Linked DNA regions of Mus musculus: all the other regions are linked to region 4. The links are chromatin contacts, called in public HiCAR-type, Micro-C and promoter capture Hi-C maps. All regions are on one chromosome and are shown on one strand. Each heading gives the region's core, a stretch centred on a gene start, on an enhancer-like site or on the middle of the called end of the contact. The rest is flanking DNA. Distances are from core to core; before and after follow the strand shown.

Region 1 (2,700 bases), core at 65-2,564, 2.3 Mb after region 4:
AAGATACCATAGCTGGGGTGAGAGGAACACCTGTAGTAGTGTCTGTGGTGTTTAGCACTGCATATGCCTGAACTTCGAGCTCTTTGGGAATCTCTTATCTCTGCTCCCATCTCACCATAGGCATGCTGGGATTGCAGGTGCATGCTACTGCATCAGATTTTGTTTTTGTTTTTTTTTGTTTTTTTTTTGAGACAGTTTCTGTCTAGTAGGCTTGGCTATCCTGAAATTTGTTATACTGATCAGGCTGGCCTCAAACTCATGGAAATTCAACTGCCTCTGCCTCTAAGTGAGGGGAATGAATGCGCCCGTCACTCCCCTCAAGACCACATTAATCTTCCTTAAAGGGAGTGACACAGTGACACAAGACTGAAGGGTGAATGAGATGACTTATTTTTTAAATGTTATGTCATTTATGGTACATAGAAATTACTGCACTGCAATTAAAATGTAGTGTCAATTTGATATTGTAACTACAGAGAACACAATCTAATCACGGTAAGAGACTACACTTCTGGCTACACTATCACAGGCAATCATAACCGTATATCTATGAAAATCAAACAGCGGTCCCAACAAAACCGACTTGTCTAGTCGCATTTGGACTCCAGGTTACCCACAAACCCGGCACTAAGTCCAGTTTTCCAGTCCTTCTATTTTCTAGAAAGACTGCCTCATCTCCCAACTTCTAAGCAACCGTTTTACATTCCGCTAAAAGGATGCTTTCAGAACCACAACTGTTTAACTCAGAAAGTAAGATAGGCGGCCCAGCGTCCCTCTCGAACGCGGTTTAAGCCGCCGTCCCGCAGGGGCGGGGAGCCACCGTGTGAGCGCTCAGAGCCGACGGCCAATGTCTTGAGATTTCAGATGCGATCCGACAAACGAACGAACGAACGAACGAACGAATGAGCGAGTGAATGAACGAAATGACACAACTCCTCAAACTCCAGCAGAACCCGCTGCCTAGCCCCGGGTACCTGCGGCGCCGCCCCGCAGGCCCCGGGGACCCTCAGCCCTTCTCCGGCCCCACTCACTCTTCATCCTGAACGCGGATGACGCCGTCAGCCCCTGGACGGCCCCGGACCGAAAAGAAAAGAGGAGACTGTGGTACCGGCCTTCTCCCTTCCAGAGGTGGCTTCCGGCTCGAGGACCTTCGCGGTGGTCCCTGGCTGGGGAGCGTTAGGATCCGGCCGCCATATTGTATTCCTGTCGCCTTAGCAACCGCCAGACCCTTAGGAGGGAGGGGCGTTCCGGAGACATGCGTATACGCATGCGCAAAGGAGAGGGTTTAAAAACCGCTGGCCCGTTCACGCATGCGCGGTGCAGCCTGCCGCCTCGGTTCGGTCGCTACGCAACCTCTCGCCGCTTTAAATTTAAGTATAATTTCTTACCTAGTGAGTAGGCGACCTTGGTGGGACTGACTCTTCCCAGCTCTCCCGAGAATGTAACGATGTTGAACCAGACGAGAACAATTTCCTTGAGCTTTAACTGCCTGTAACACTAGTTGGAGCCTGTTCTTGACAACACCTACAGTTGAGCATCAAAGCAGCCTGATAGCTACTGCTGTGTAATTTGTAAGTTTTACTGCTTAATTCAACAAACATTTACTTTGCTAAAAGTAGTGTTGCACGCATTGGAGATATAATGAAAAGCGACCTAGACGAGATCCCTAAATTCTTGTTACTGTAAAGTGAGGTTGAAAAATTCTCACCCCATGCATTTAAATTCAAAAAGAAAAAAAGGGGAAAAAAAAGTCATGTGGGTTGTCTAAAAATAAACTGCATTTAAATTCAATAAAGAAAGAAAGAAAAAGAAAAATCCTTACCCAAGTGGTCGCAGTGAAGACTAAATGAGATGTCCCTGGTGCCCCACCCAATTCCTAGGGGCTTTTGCCTAAGGCTTGACAGGGTCTGTCACACTGCAAGTGCTTAATAAATGTTTGTCCAAAAGCCAGGGGAATCAGCACCTGTCACCTCTGTATCATTCTTATCTGTCTAGGGGCAAGCCTGATTTTAAGCATTGAGGATTCAGGACAAACTTTACCCTTTGACCCAGTTAAACAGGCAGATGGGAGAAGTGTTTTTGCTGACTTGGGCAATAGAAACCATATATCCTGTTGTTGGAGTCCCAAGATGATAAAGAGCTTTGTCAGGGGCACCTCCTGGTGGATCACTGAACCCAGACACCAGCCCATGGCTTCTGACTCCCTGTGTTTCTGTGCCCAGAAGAAGTTGGGCGCAAAGGGTTTCAACGTGTACATATTTTATGGAGGGTGTGTTTCAAACTGGCCCCTGGAACAACTGATGTGTTTTAGCAAATTAGAAGTAACATCTGGGGCTGGCGAGATGACTCAGTGGTTAAGAGCACCAACTGATCTTCCAAAGGTCCTGAGTTCAAACCCCAGCAACCACATGGTGGCTCACAACCATCCATAACGAAATCTGATGCCCTCTTCTGGAGTATCTGAGGACAGCTACAGTGTACTTACTGTAATATAATAAGTAAATAAATACATAATAAATAAACAAATAAATAAATAGAAAAATAGAAGTAACATCTGAAAAGCCCTTCTGTTTGTCTATTTTTCTTTCTTTTTTTTTTTTTGTCTAACAGTTTTCATATGCACACATTGGGAGTGAAACATTTAAATTATTTTCATTTCCCTATTTGTTTTCTGTTTCTCCATCTCACCCCAAGCCCAGA
Region 2 (2,700 bases), core at 50-2,549, 2.6 Mb after region 4:
GCGTGTGAGAAAGGTGCCCTGGACAGGGCTGGGGTCGAACAGTAGAGGTCTGAGAACACGGTTAAAGAAGGCAGGGGCACTCTGAGCATTCCGGGCCATTAAAGACACCCACGAGGGGAAAGGGGCTAATAGTGAGCTCCAGGGTCCTCATAGATGGGACTGTCGTTCTAGCACTGTTGCCTTGGGGAACCCTGGATCTGACCTGACTCTGAACTCAGAACTGTGGCCTGTGGCCCAGATGAGGGCGCCACTGGCCTAGCTGAGCCTGGCTAGCAAGGCCTATGTGGGCTCTCGAACAGGCACCTGTTGGGCTACTGCATTCAGAGATGTCCTGTCAGACTATCCAGGCTTCTAGAACATTCCATGAGGTAAGCTGGACAGAAGATGCTGGACTTCCTGCGCAGCCTGGTCACACTGGTCTCCGTTCCAGCCTAGGATCCGACAAACTTTATTGAGAAGGGATGTGTGAGCTTCCAGATGACTTGGAAACAATCATGGCCTCTTTGCTCAAGTGTCTGAACTTTGTAAGGATAGACCCCCATTTGCTCCCATCTTGCCATGGCAGTAGGGACATCTGGTGGGGCCCTGTGACCATGAGACAGCAAGATGAAGCTGCTGGAGAAATGGGTGTCCCTGGCTTAGAGAAGTACCCAGGACAAATTGGCCACCCTGTCCACACAGGGCAGATCCACTTCGGGTGGGTATGTAGGGAGCCGAGGAGGACTCTGCTAAACCCCTAGAGCTGGGTCAGATGGTACCAGACCCGCCTGTGAGCATACGAGGGGCATGTGTGAGGGTGGCATGGCTGTGTGCTAATGTGGACTGTGAGACCTGCCCGCCTGCCTGTGAACTCTGTCGGTGAAGATGTGTGTTCTTGGACAGGAGACACTAGGAACGAACTCTGCACGCGTGTCAATGGGCGCCCGCGAGTGAGTGTCTTCTACAGGTGCAAGGACCTGAGTGCCCGAGTAGGCGAGACTGTTGGGCCGCCCGTCGAGGTGGCAAGGCGAGGAACCTTCCTTGCTTCCCCTCCGCTCGACTGGCTTTTTGACCCGGAAAGACCGGGACGCGGGCGGGGCGCGAGGGCGCGCGCGCGCGCGCGGAGGGGCCAGGGCCCTGAGGGCCTGGGGCGCGCGCCGCCGTTGCTAAGGCCGGCGGCGAGCGCGGGGCCGAGGGTCCCTAGCAACGGGCGCGGGCGCGCGCCAGCCGAAGGGGATGAGGGGGGGGGCGGGGAGGCGCGCGCGGGCGGCGGGGGCGGGCGCGCTGGGGCGCGCGCCCAGGCGGCCCGCGGGGATTTCCAGCGCGCGAGAGGAAGTGCCAGCGCGAGGGTGCGTGAGGCGGCGCGGCCGGCGGCCGCCGCGTGCGCGAGCCGGGTTGCAGCCCAGCAGGGACTTTCCAGCCGGCGGCGGCGGCGGCGGCCGCCGGCCCTTCCCCGCCCCCCGACATGGGGCTGCCCGGGGAGCTGGACGCTGCAGAAGGCGGCGGAGGATGCGCGCGGCGCCCCTGAGCCGGCCGAACGGGCGGGCCTCGGGGTAAGGTCGCGGGCCGGGGGCGGCGGGCGGCGGGGCGGCGGGCGGCTCCATCCCGGCGGCGGCCCCGGGCCCGGCGGGTCCTTCGCTGCCAGGCCCGGCCGCCTCACCGTCTGCGGTGCGGCCCGCCCGCCGCCCCAACTTTGGAAACTTTGTGTGTGCGGCCAGCTCCGGGCCCGAGGCGCCGGCGCTCCGGGCAGACGGGGCAGGCAGGCCTCGAGCCCTGGGTGCCCGCCCCGAGGGGTGCCGAGCCGTCAGCATCTCCGAGGCCCGGGGCTTTGGCGCGGTGCGGAGCGGCGGAGACAGGGTGCCCGCATAGATGAGCGTGCTCGCCCTGGCTGGTGGAGGTGGGTTTTTGAGCCATTATTTAAAAGTTTATACTGAGTCATTGCTCTGCAGATGAATGACTGATTCATAGTCGGAGAGCTGCAGAGAGGCTGGAAGGCAGGCGGTTCTGGGATCCAGCTGGGGCCGAATGCACACCTTCCACCTTCGATTAACACCAAAGGTCAGAGTGGGCTCCCCACGGGCGAGCCATTAAAACGATCCTTGCCGCGGGGCTTGCAGGTTTTGGAGGCGCCAGGCTATGGCTCATGTACGTTTCGCCACGTTTCTACACTGTCATCACCACCGGTTGGGGACCCGGGTATCAGGATTAGACCTTTAGAGAGAATTCTGCGTGGACAATTCTTTACCTTTAATTTAAAACGGCAACAACATGCAAATGGGTGAAGTGTTGTGGACGTGCTCTGAAATCGAAGAAGCATTCAGATTAATGATCGGTTGAAGGAACTGATTTTATTTTCACGGCTTTTGTACTGAGCTTTGACTCAGTTTTGAGAATGAAATAGAAGGGTGTGTGTGTGTGTTACGTACACACATTTGTAAGTATGCTCTTTTTTTGTGGAGTCTTAAAGGGTTTATCGAGTGTTGTATTGTCATCTTAATTTACATTCACAGCATACAACTGAAGAGGAGCCATAATTTTTTTTTTTTTGGTAGCATTTCTGTGACTAGATACACAAGTGAAATCTTTAGAAATGCTGTTTTGTATTGTGTGTAAAATGCTTATATGTAGAAATTGTTCAGGGGAACCCTCAGTCAGCTCTTAAAACCTTCTGGTGTTTTTCAGATCTTGGAAAATGGCCTGTTGAAAATACTGCATCATTGT
Region 3 (2,700 bases), core at 54-2,553, 2.0 Mb after region 4:
CTCAGGGCCACAAGTCAATGCTTCTGGAAGGACAGGAAAGTAACCCCAGTAGCAGGTGAGGAAGGGTGGGTCACTTCAGTTTACTGTTGGTGGCTTGCAGATTTGTAGGACCCTTAAAAATGCAACTGAAAGTTTTAAAAGGTAAGTGTTGAAAACATTTTGAGACAGTCTTACCAAAAATCCTACTACCCAGCCCCCTGAATGCTGGCATTAGAAACACGTTCCACCCTGCAGGGTGTCATGTATTTTGACTCTGCAATTCTGCTTCAAAAATTTAGCCATCAGCAAAATTCACCTAGTCTGAGCAGTAAGGCCAGCTACTCCCGGCCGCACTGTTTTCCATGCTGAAAAACAGAAACCAGGAATTATCCTCACCTGCCTGAAGTGTTGCTAGATGCAAATGTGAGCAGAGAAGTGAGAAAACCCCAGCACACGCTCTCACTCCTTAAGATTTTATTTTTTTAAATGTGTTTGTTTCTGTATGTGGATTTGTACATATGAGTGCAAGTGCCCACGGAAGCAAGAGGGTGTTCGGTCCCCTGGGGCTAGGGTTATAAATAGTCTGTCCCTAACGTGGGACTCTAAACTCGGATTGTCCGGAAGAACTGTACATGGACCTAACTGCTGAGCGGTCTCCATAAAATATGGCCAAATTGAAACTAGAAAGGTTCTGGCACTCATTCCAAATTCGAATTCATCCTCACCCCAGGACTAACTTTTCCTGCCGGCCCAACACCTTCTTCTCAAACATTCCACACTGCAGCCAAGAGGGAGCTTGCAAAAACATCCCTCCAACCAGTCACCCCAGGATAGCCCGTGAGCCCTCTACAAGCAATGTCCCTATTACCCTACTTATCGCTGTACCTTCAGTCTGGCACCGTGTGGGACACTCAAAACTGCGTCTGATGGACGCAATGTACAGATAAATGTGGGATCAGCGAGAACAGCAAGATCCAAGTGGAGAGGCAATCAAATGTGGGTACGTGTGTGTAAGGTGGACGTGCTGACATACGCCTTCCATGCCAGCACTGGAAAGGTGGAGGCAGGAGCATCAGAGTTGGGACTCAGCACGGCTACCCGGCATCCAAACCAAAGAGCAAGCGGATGGCAGCAGGTACCCCGTAGGAATGAGACAAAGCGCATGCAGAAAACGGAGAAGAGTTCAAAGTCAACAGGATATCAGCTCAGCACAGCTGCACCAGAACACGGCAGCAGGACAAGGGCGGCCCCGGGAAGGTCTCTGCCATCTCGGCAGGGCGGAGATCTCCGCAAGGCGCAGCCTCCACGGCGCACGTGACTGGATGAGTCACCGCGCCAGGAAGCCGCACGAAACCTCGGTTCGGCAGCTCGAACGCAGGCTGACTTAGGACAAGGCAGCGACGTCTAGAGGAAGCCGCAGAGGGGGCCGCGTCCCTTGGCGGGAGGGGAGTGAGGGCCGCGGACGGCCCGGACCCAAGCTTAGACGCTTGGCCCACGGCACACAGGACAGGGAGACCGACTACCTTCACCTAAACGCTGGCGCAGGGAAATGACGCAGCGCATCGACCAATCGGGAAGTGTCTGACTCTGAATCTCGCGATATTCACGGGAGGAAAATGAGCCAATCGCAATGCCCCTTCTTCCAGGCCGCGGTGATTGGCTTGAGGACTCACATGATCGTTCGAGGCCACACGTGACCGCTCCCCTGGCGACACGTGATCGACCTGCCACTCTGCAGAAGTGGCTTCTGGACAGCGGCAAACAGGCGTCCGTGGAACTGAACGGCAGGTCCTGGGTTACAGCCCCGTCACTTTCCACTTGATAGGCGGGGTTGGTGACCAGGGTCCCATGTGACCCCCGTCATGGAACCCCGAGACGCGACCGTAGCGTGGATAGGACAGGGCCAACCTGTCCCCTGTAGCAGCTCTGAGAACTGAAGTAGGTGGGAGGCTGGGGATGCCGAGAGATTAACGAAAGAAACCAGTAAGCAGGGTCAGGAAACTCGTCCCACCTAAGTGGCGTGTACCGGACACGTGGTAACGTAAAGAGGTAGAGGTGCTTGCTATGTAAATAACTATGGAGGACCAGAACTCACATAGATGAGGACTTTGAGCACCCCGTCTTTCCCACTACCACTCACTGGGTGCCTCTTTCTTTCCTTCTTTCTCTAATTTACTCATAAGACAGGGTCTCGCCTTGGCTAGCCTTATTGTCTGTCTGTCTGTCTGTCTATAAAACAGAGTCTCTTCTTGGCTGACCTGGAACTCACTGTGTAGACCCTAAACTCAAGAGATGTCCCTGCCTCTGCCCTAAGAATAAAGGCGTGCACTTCCTGGCTTGACTTCTGTCTCCCTCTCTCCTTTCTTTGTAGTAAACTGCCTGTCTCCGACTCTGTCCCTGAGTCTTACTGTTCTAGGGCTCAAAAATCTGGAAATTTGTGCTGATTCCCTCCAGGGTCATAGCCATGCCTGTTCCAAGGAAGCCCTAGCGATGTCTGTTTCCCACTGCTTCCTGCCCAAGATACTGGTAACCCTGGAAGGTAGCCCTGGTGTGGGGGTGCTGTCAGAAGCATGGACACAATTCTCTCTCTCCATGATGTTAGAATTTCCTGAATAATAAATTGGCAGTCTGCATCCCTTGTATTGATGTAATTTGTTGAGTAGTTTTGTTCTCACTCTCTTAATAAATAATAACTCTTGGGTCACACATTACACCTCACAA
Region 4 (2,700 bases), core at 166-2,665:
GCCAAGACAGACAGGGACCACTCCCATCCTCTGCTGTATCCTGCTTCCCTGTGGAGGCTGCTGATCTTTGTCTAAACCAGCCCTACATTTAATGCCAAACATGTTTATCCAGTAGGTGGGAATCCCGAAGCTCACCTTACAGGCTGCTGAGGATCTGTTGAGGCACCAAGGTCAGTAGGAAACAGACTGAAAGGGACTTGCTCACATTTCTCCCTACCCCCACCCGCCCTTCCCCTTTCCCTAACAGCTAGCCATTTGAAGCCAACCTCTCTTGAGCAAAGCAGAAAGAAGGCTTTATTCCTTGGATGTAGAAGAACTTGGTGTTTCCCACTCTTCTGATATAAAATGTTACAAAAAGTTAAACAGTTTTTGAAACATGTGGCCTCAAAAAGATTTCTTTTTGGAGGCCACCGGTTCTTGGCTTTGGAAAATGGGTTCTCCTCAAAAGTGTCAGTGATTCTAGTGTGGGGTGCAGAGGAAGGACACTATCTTTACAGCAAACCCACCAACTAATTCTTCCCTCCAAGTTACAGAATGGCAACAACTTGTTAGACCCCAGGGACAGACACCTGGAGATTGGTGGAAAAGCACAATGTCTGGCTGGAATAAAAGTGTGCACCAACCCGGACTCTCCTGGGGACACCTGGAATACCTTCAGGTGACCTGAGGCCTGAGTATTTTCATAACTCTTAGGATGTGACAAGGCTCTTCTGTAACAAAGAGACCAATCTGGTTCCCAGGAAGAAGGGAACACATGAGGTTAGGAGAACTATAACCTCAGGCATTGCTAACAGTACTGCAGAGCAAGGGATCCGTTTAAAAATTGCAACTTTCAGCCCATAATGCTCTGTTCTGAATGCACTGGAAAGCCGGTTCAGTAGGGCTCCACGTGCCTCCTGGCACTCTCCCCGCTCAGCCTTGCCTCACAAATCACACCCTTTGCCCTAAGCCTCTCCACCTGCCCTTTTCTATACAACTCCTCCACCACCAGGGATTCTGTGGGGTCTCTGCCCGACTCTGCTCGCCTAGCTCCAGGTCAACGCCCCAAACCCCGGCCCCAGGCCCACCACCCTCCAGCCCTTTCCGCGGAGCTCCGCTTTGTCTCTCCCTACTAACCCCATCCTCCAGGCCTCTCCTAGACCTAAGATCCCTAAGCTTTCCCGTTAAGGTCGCCCCGGTCTTTCTCTCGCAGACAAGACCCTGGAATTCACTAAGTTAACCCCATTCCTCTAAGCTACAGTATCTCCTTTGGGACCTTAGGCCACGCCCCCCGTCTTGCCCCCAGGCCCGGTTGCCCAGCCACCCTTTCCACAAAGCTTCGCCCCGCCCCTCTGAACCTGGGCCACACCCCTGCCCCGCCCCTCACGCCCCGCCCTCTTAGAGGCGCGGACCACGGAGCCCCGCGCCTTTTGTGTGGAGCTTCGCTGCGGCGCGCGCTCATTCCCTCCGCGGCCGCCGACCGAGGGGCGTCGGCGCGCGCAGTCTCCTCGGCGGGCGGAGGGGTCCTCCGCCCCGCGTGCACCCCGCACCCCGGACCCCATCCTCCGGCCGCCGCCCCGAGTCTCAGGCGGACGCGCGCGCTCGCTCCCGCCCGCGAGACCCCGCCGCTCGCCCCCTCCCCCGGCCCGTCGGCGGGCGGTCGGGACGCGCACGCGCCGGCCCGGGCACGCGCGCCCGCCAAGATGGCAGGGGCCGGGGCCCAGCTGTCAGTCGCCACCGCCGCCGCCGCCGCGGCCGCGCTGCCTCGCAGCTAGCGGCCCGGACGCCCGCCGGAGAAGATGAGCCCCCGCCGCCGCCTGCAGCCCAGCCAGACGCGGAGCCGCCGCGCCCGGGGTCGGCTGCCCCGCTAGCGTCCCGTCGCGCCGCGCTTTCATCCCCGGCCCCGTGCCCGCCCGGCAGCCACGATGAGGTGAGTCGGGGCCTCGAGCGCAGCGAGGCCTGGAGCGCCCGGCGTGGAGGGTGGGGTGCCCGGGCATCGAAGCGGCCCCAGAGCCCCCAGCCGGCGGCCCAAGCACCAGAAGACGCTCAGGCCGCGGGGTCCGCGGGAGGCCGCGCCCGCCTTGCGGTGCCTTACCGCTGCGCGCGCCGCGCCGGCGGTCCACACTTTGCCATCCGCACGGAGCTCTTCTCCATTAGGGCGCTCTCCTCTTCACCTTTCTCTTCTGACCTGTCCCCTTTCTCTTGCCAACCCTCAGAGTGTGCAACCCCAAAAGGTACGGCTTTTGATGTGCCACTCAGCTAGAACCTTGTCAACACCCAGAAACCCGCGTGCCCTCTTCATTTGCTGCACCCAGCCTTCCTTTCCAGACTAACCTTAGCCTGCTTTCTGGGGTGGGGTGGGGCGCGGGGCAGCGTATGCCGGGTTTTCTTTCTCTCTTTCTTTTTCTTTTTTTCTGTGCAATTTTATCTTCTAGGCACATCTTTCTTAAACACCGTAGCGTCCAATTGTAGATTCGGTTCACCTGTTCTGTGAACTGTTTAAATCAAATAATGCACTGTTGTAATTTTTGTGTCTGCCTACTTTCATCAAAGATATTTCTGAAGTTCGTCCATAGTGTTTCTATTATCTACTTACTGTCCTGCATAGTATAGATAGTACACACTGTATCCATTCTACTGTTAGTAGACTTTTGAGTTGTGTGTAGCTTTTCCCCATTAACGTTGCAATGAATATGCCGGTGGGTGTACTTCCTAAAGCAT
Region 5 (2,700 bases), core at 4-2,503, 2.8 Mb before region 4:
GGATGGGGAGGGAGCTTTAGGAGTGAAAGGAAGCCCTAAGTGCAGGGGACCTCCAAAAGCTTCTTTCTTTTTTTTTTTTTTTTTTTTTTTGGTTTTTCGAGACAGGGTTTCTCTGTGTAGCCCTGGCTGTCCTGGCACTCACTTTGTAGACCAGGCTGGCCTCGAACTCAGAAATCCGCCTGCCTCTGCCTCCCGAGTGCTGGGATTAAAGGCGTGCGCCACCACGCCCGGCCAAAAGCTTCTTTCAAGAAGCTATGAGAAGGAAAAGGAATAGTTGGGCCTTTCTAATGATTACTCAGAACAGAATGGTGAGTGTACCCAGCCAAACCCCGTAAGAAGTGTGCCAGGGGCTGGAAATTTTAGGAAGGAAAAATACATTATCTTAAGATGAACCCAGCATACTAGGAATGGCTCCTTTTTCTGAGTATGGTCCAGTAACCCGAACTTCACCTGCCCAACTGCATTAACTCTTCAGCACAGAGACAAGGTCATAGTCACACCCAGAAGTATATTCCAATCTATCACATAAAATTGGTAGTGGTGTTTCACACCTGTAATGTCAACACTCAGGAGGTGGAGGCAGGAGGATCAGAAACTAAGGGCTAGTAGCTTCATGGGAGCCTGTCTTATAAAACAAACAAGAACAACAACAACAACAACAACAAAAAACCCGCCAAAACCCCAAAGGTTACTGTCAATTTTATTAAATTATTGCCTTGGTCCGGAATCCCCTGCCCTGCACATTTGGCATGAGAAGCACAGGTCTGGGCAACACAGATGCAGAGGGTCATCGTCAGGGGAGGGGATCCACGGCCACACTTCTGGGACAGGCTCTGTACTGGGCTCTAACACATTTAAGTCCTCACTCACATCGATGTTTAAAAAGCAGTTCTCCCACGCAGCGGAGGTGCAACTGGCACCGAACAGCTCTCGGTTCCAGGCATCCCCCGCGCTTGGGCTGCCCCGCACGTGGCGCCCGCTTGGGCCGCGCCCCCTTCTCATCGCTGCCACGGCTGCGTCACTCTCATTCGCCAGGACGGCGTCGCCAAGCGAATGAACTACAGCCTCTCGCTCGGAGCCTCCCGCACCCATCCCACGCTCTACCACGAAAGCGTGAGATCACCGGGGGGGGGGGGGGGGGGGGGGAGGGGGAGAAGCGCCGCTTCACGCCGAGAACTACATTTCCCGTCAGGTCTTGCGGCGTCGCGCAGCGCGCGCGCAGGCGCGCGCTCGGTGTGCGTGGCGGCGTCAGCGGTTCTAGAACGTTGCTGTGGTAGCGCTCGGGCGCCATGTTAGGACGAAGGGGAAGGAGGAGAAGCGCTTAAAGCGGCGGGGCACGGGTGCAGGACTGGGTTGGCCCCGGGGCTGAGGTAGGCTGCCGTCCTTCCCGCCTCGGTGGATCATGCCCAGGACGGCAGCGGTCGCGGGGGGGAAGTGACTGGGCGGTGCCGGCGCCGGAGACGATGCCGTTGTAAGTGATTGGCGTGCTGAGTGAGGCGCACGCCGGCCGGGCCCCGGGGGTGGCGGAGGGGGAGGGGAGGCGCACGGGCGCCCCGGGCCGCGGCTTCCGGCCCCTCGGGCGCGGGGCCCCCGCAGGATCCCCAAGCGGAACGGCGCCCGGCGCGGACTGGCGGGCCGCGGCTCCCGGGTTCCTTCCTGTCCCGGTTTCACCATGGCGCCGTCCAGCCCCCTAGTTCCCCACTTCCGCTTCCCTCGGAGCGGGTGAGGAACCGGGGCCGGGAGGGAGCAGGCCGCGCTGGCGGCCCGGGGGCAGCTTCCGGAACGGCGGGCTGCGGGGCGGCGCCGTCCCTGCTTTGTTGTGACTAGGCAACCTGGCTTCGGCGCGCTACCTGATCGCTCCCGCCCTTGGGTCACTTGTGTTGTGATTGCGAGTGTACGCTTTGAGCTAATTCACTTAGGCCTTCTAATGTCGCTAGGTCTACTTTACACACTTGACCGTGATTTTTCTTTACTTAATTTCCCCCCTCCCCCCTTTTCTCCTAAGAAAGATATTTGGAAACCGGTTGTTGGGATTCGAAAGTAGATGAGGGTTTTATGTTCCAACTAACCTATCTTGGCGAAAAGGCTTTAGGTCGTGCGACTGCTTTTCTTCCAAACAAGAGAGGCAGTTTTGGACGTAGCCTCAATGTGACAGATCTAGGGTTGTACTTACTAATTTAAAAATGGATTTCATGCGCTTTTCTTTCTCACACACTAGCTTGCTAGCTTTACTCGACCCTGATGTTTAGTCCAGAGACCTGTCAGCTGTATTTCTGTAGTGATAACATTTGTTGGGCTTAATTAACCACAAAGTTCCCTTTGACTCCTTATTCATGGAACAAGGGTAAAGGAGCACGAGAATAGAATCTATAAAGATGTTTGGTGTTTTTCAGTGGGGTTCAAGTAGATGTGAGTGAGTGAGGTGTTGTCACATGATGACCTTGTATTAGCTCATCCAGACTTTTTTCTGATACATCAGTGCTTAAAAAAAGATATGGTTGCACACTCTAAAGGGAAGGCTTCGGATTAGAAATGTTATCTTGTGTCTGGGAGTGAAGGTAGGAGGGAGAGTACAGGTTTCCTGCAGTTTTTATTTCAGTGCACTTCTGAAAGTGGAACGGTACAAGGAGGCTGCATGAGCACCGCACATGTCCAGGTCTATGCTTGAAGTTCTTCAGTCTATTTCCTTTAGGTTTAAAA

What was found. Promoter capture Hi-C pulls out the DNA fragments that hold promoters and counts their contacts. Hi-C and Micro-C count contacts between places; a contact is called where the count stands out from the background. HiCAR-type assays count read pairs that join an accessible place to other places.
Region 1: a contact with region 4 is called in a HiCAR-type map of astrocytes, with 4 times the contacts expected there. The contact joins the promoter of 4921507G05Rik here to the promoter of Evl in region 4. A contact is called at or near these places in 1 of 39 promoter capture datasets (cranial neural crest) and 1 of 115 datasets of contacts at active chromatin or transcription factors (astrocytes).
Region 2: a Micro-C map of embryonic stem cells shows a contact between it and region 4, with 11 times the contacts expected there. The contact joins the promoter of Traf3 here to the promoter of Evl in region 4. A contact is called at or near these places in 1 of 39 promoter capture datasets (embryonic stem cells) and 1 of 484 Hi-C or Micro-C datasets (embryonic stem cells).
Region 3: a HiCAR-type map of astrocytes shows a contact between it and region 4, with 4 times the contacts expected there. The contact joins the promoter of B930059L03Rik here to the promoter of Evl in region 4. A contact is called at or near these places in 2 of 39 promoter capture datasets (cranial neural crest and hippocampal neurons) and 2 of 115 datasets of contacts at active chromatin or transcription factors (astrocytes and embryonic forebrain).
Region 5: a promoter capture Hi-C map of cranial neural crest shows a contact between it and region 4. The contact joins the promoter of Papola here to the promoter of Evl in region 4. A contact is called at or near these places in 2 of 39 promoter capture datasets (cranial neural crest and frontonasal cranial neural crest) and 1 of 115 datasets of contacts at active chromatin or transcription factors (embryonic forebrain).

What each region holds. Positions count from the first base shown.
Region 1 is chr12:110,839,715-110,842,414 of GRCm38.p6, forward strand. 4921507G05Rik (RIKEN cDNA 4921507G05 gene) reads left to right here and starts at 1,315. Exons shown (of 2, transcript NR_152102.1): 1 at 1,315-1,571; 2 at 2,695-2,700. Mok (MOK protein kinase) reads right to left here and starts at 1,225. Exons shown (of 12, transcript NM_011973.2): 1 at 1,032-1,225. The coding sequence starts at 1,038.
Region 2 is chr12:111,165,071-111,167,770 of GRCm38.p6, forward strand. It overlaps Traf3 (TNF receptor-associated factor 3), which reads left to right and starts at 1,300. Exons shown (of 12, transcript NM_011632.3): 1 at 1,300-1,532. The region is part of intron 2 of 4930595D18Rik (RIKEN cDNA 4930595D18 gene); the gene reads right to left.
Region 3 is chr12:110,590,071-110,592,770 of GRCm38.p6, forward strand. B930059L03Rik (RIKEN cDNA B930059L03 gene) reads left to right here and starts at 1,304. Exons shown (of 1, transcript NR_033340.1): 1 at 1,304-2,609.
Region 4 is chr12:108,553,305-108,556,004 of GRCm38.p6, forward strand. It overlaps Evl (Ena-vasodilator stimulated phosphoprotein), which reads left to right and starts at 1,416. Exons shown (of 13, transcript NM_007965.3): 1 at 1,416-1,909. The coding sequence starts at 1,905. Gm16596 (predicted gene, 16596) reads right to left here and starts at 2,314. Exons shown (of 3, transcript NR_045753.1): 1 at 2,075-2,314.
Region 5 is chr12:105,783,444-105,786,143 of GRCm38.p6, forward strand. Papola (poly (A) polymerase alpha) reads left to right here and starts at 1,254. Exons shown (of 22, transcript NM_011112.4): 1 at 1,254-1,471. The coding sequence starts at 1,464.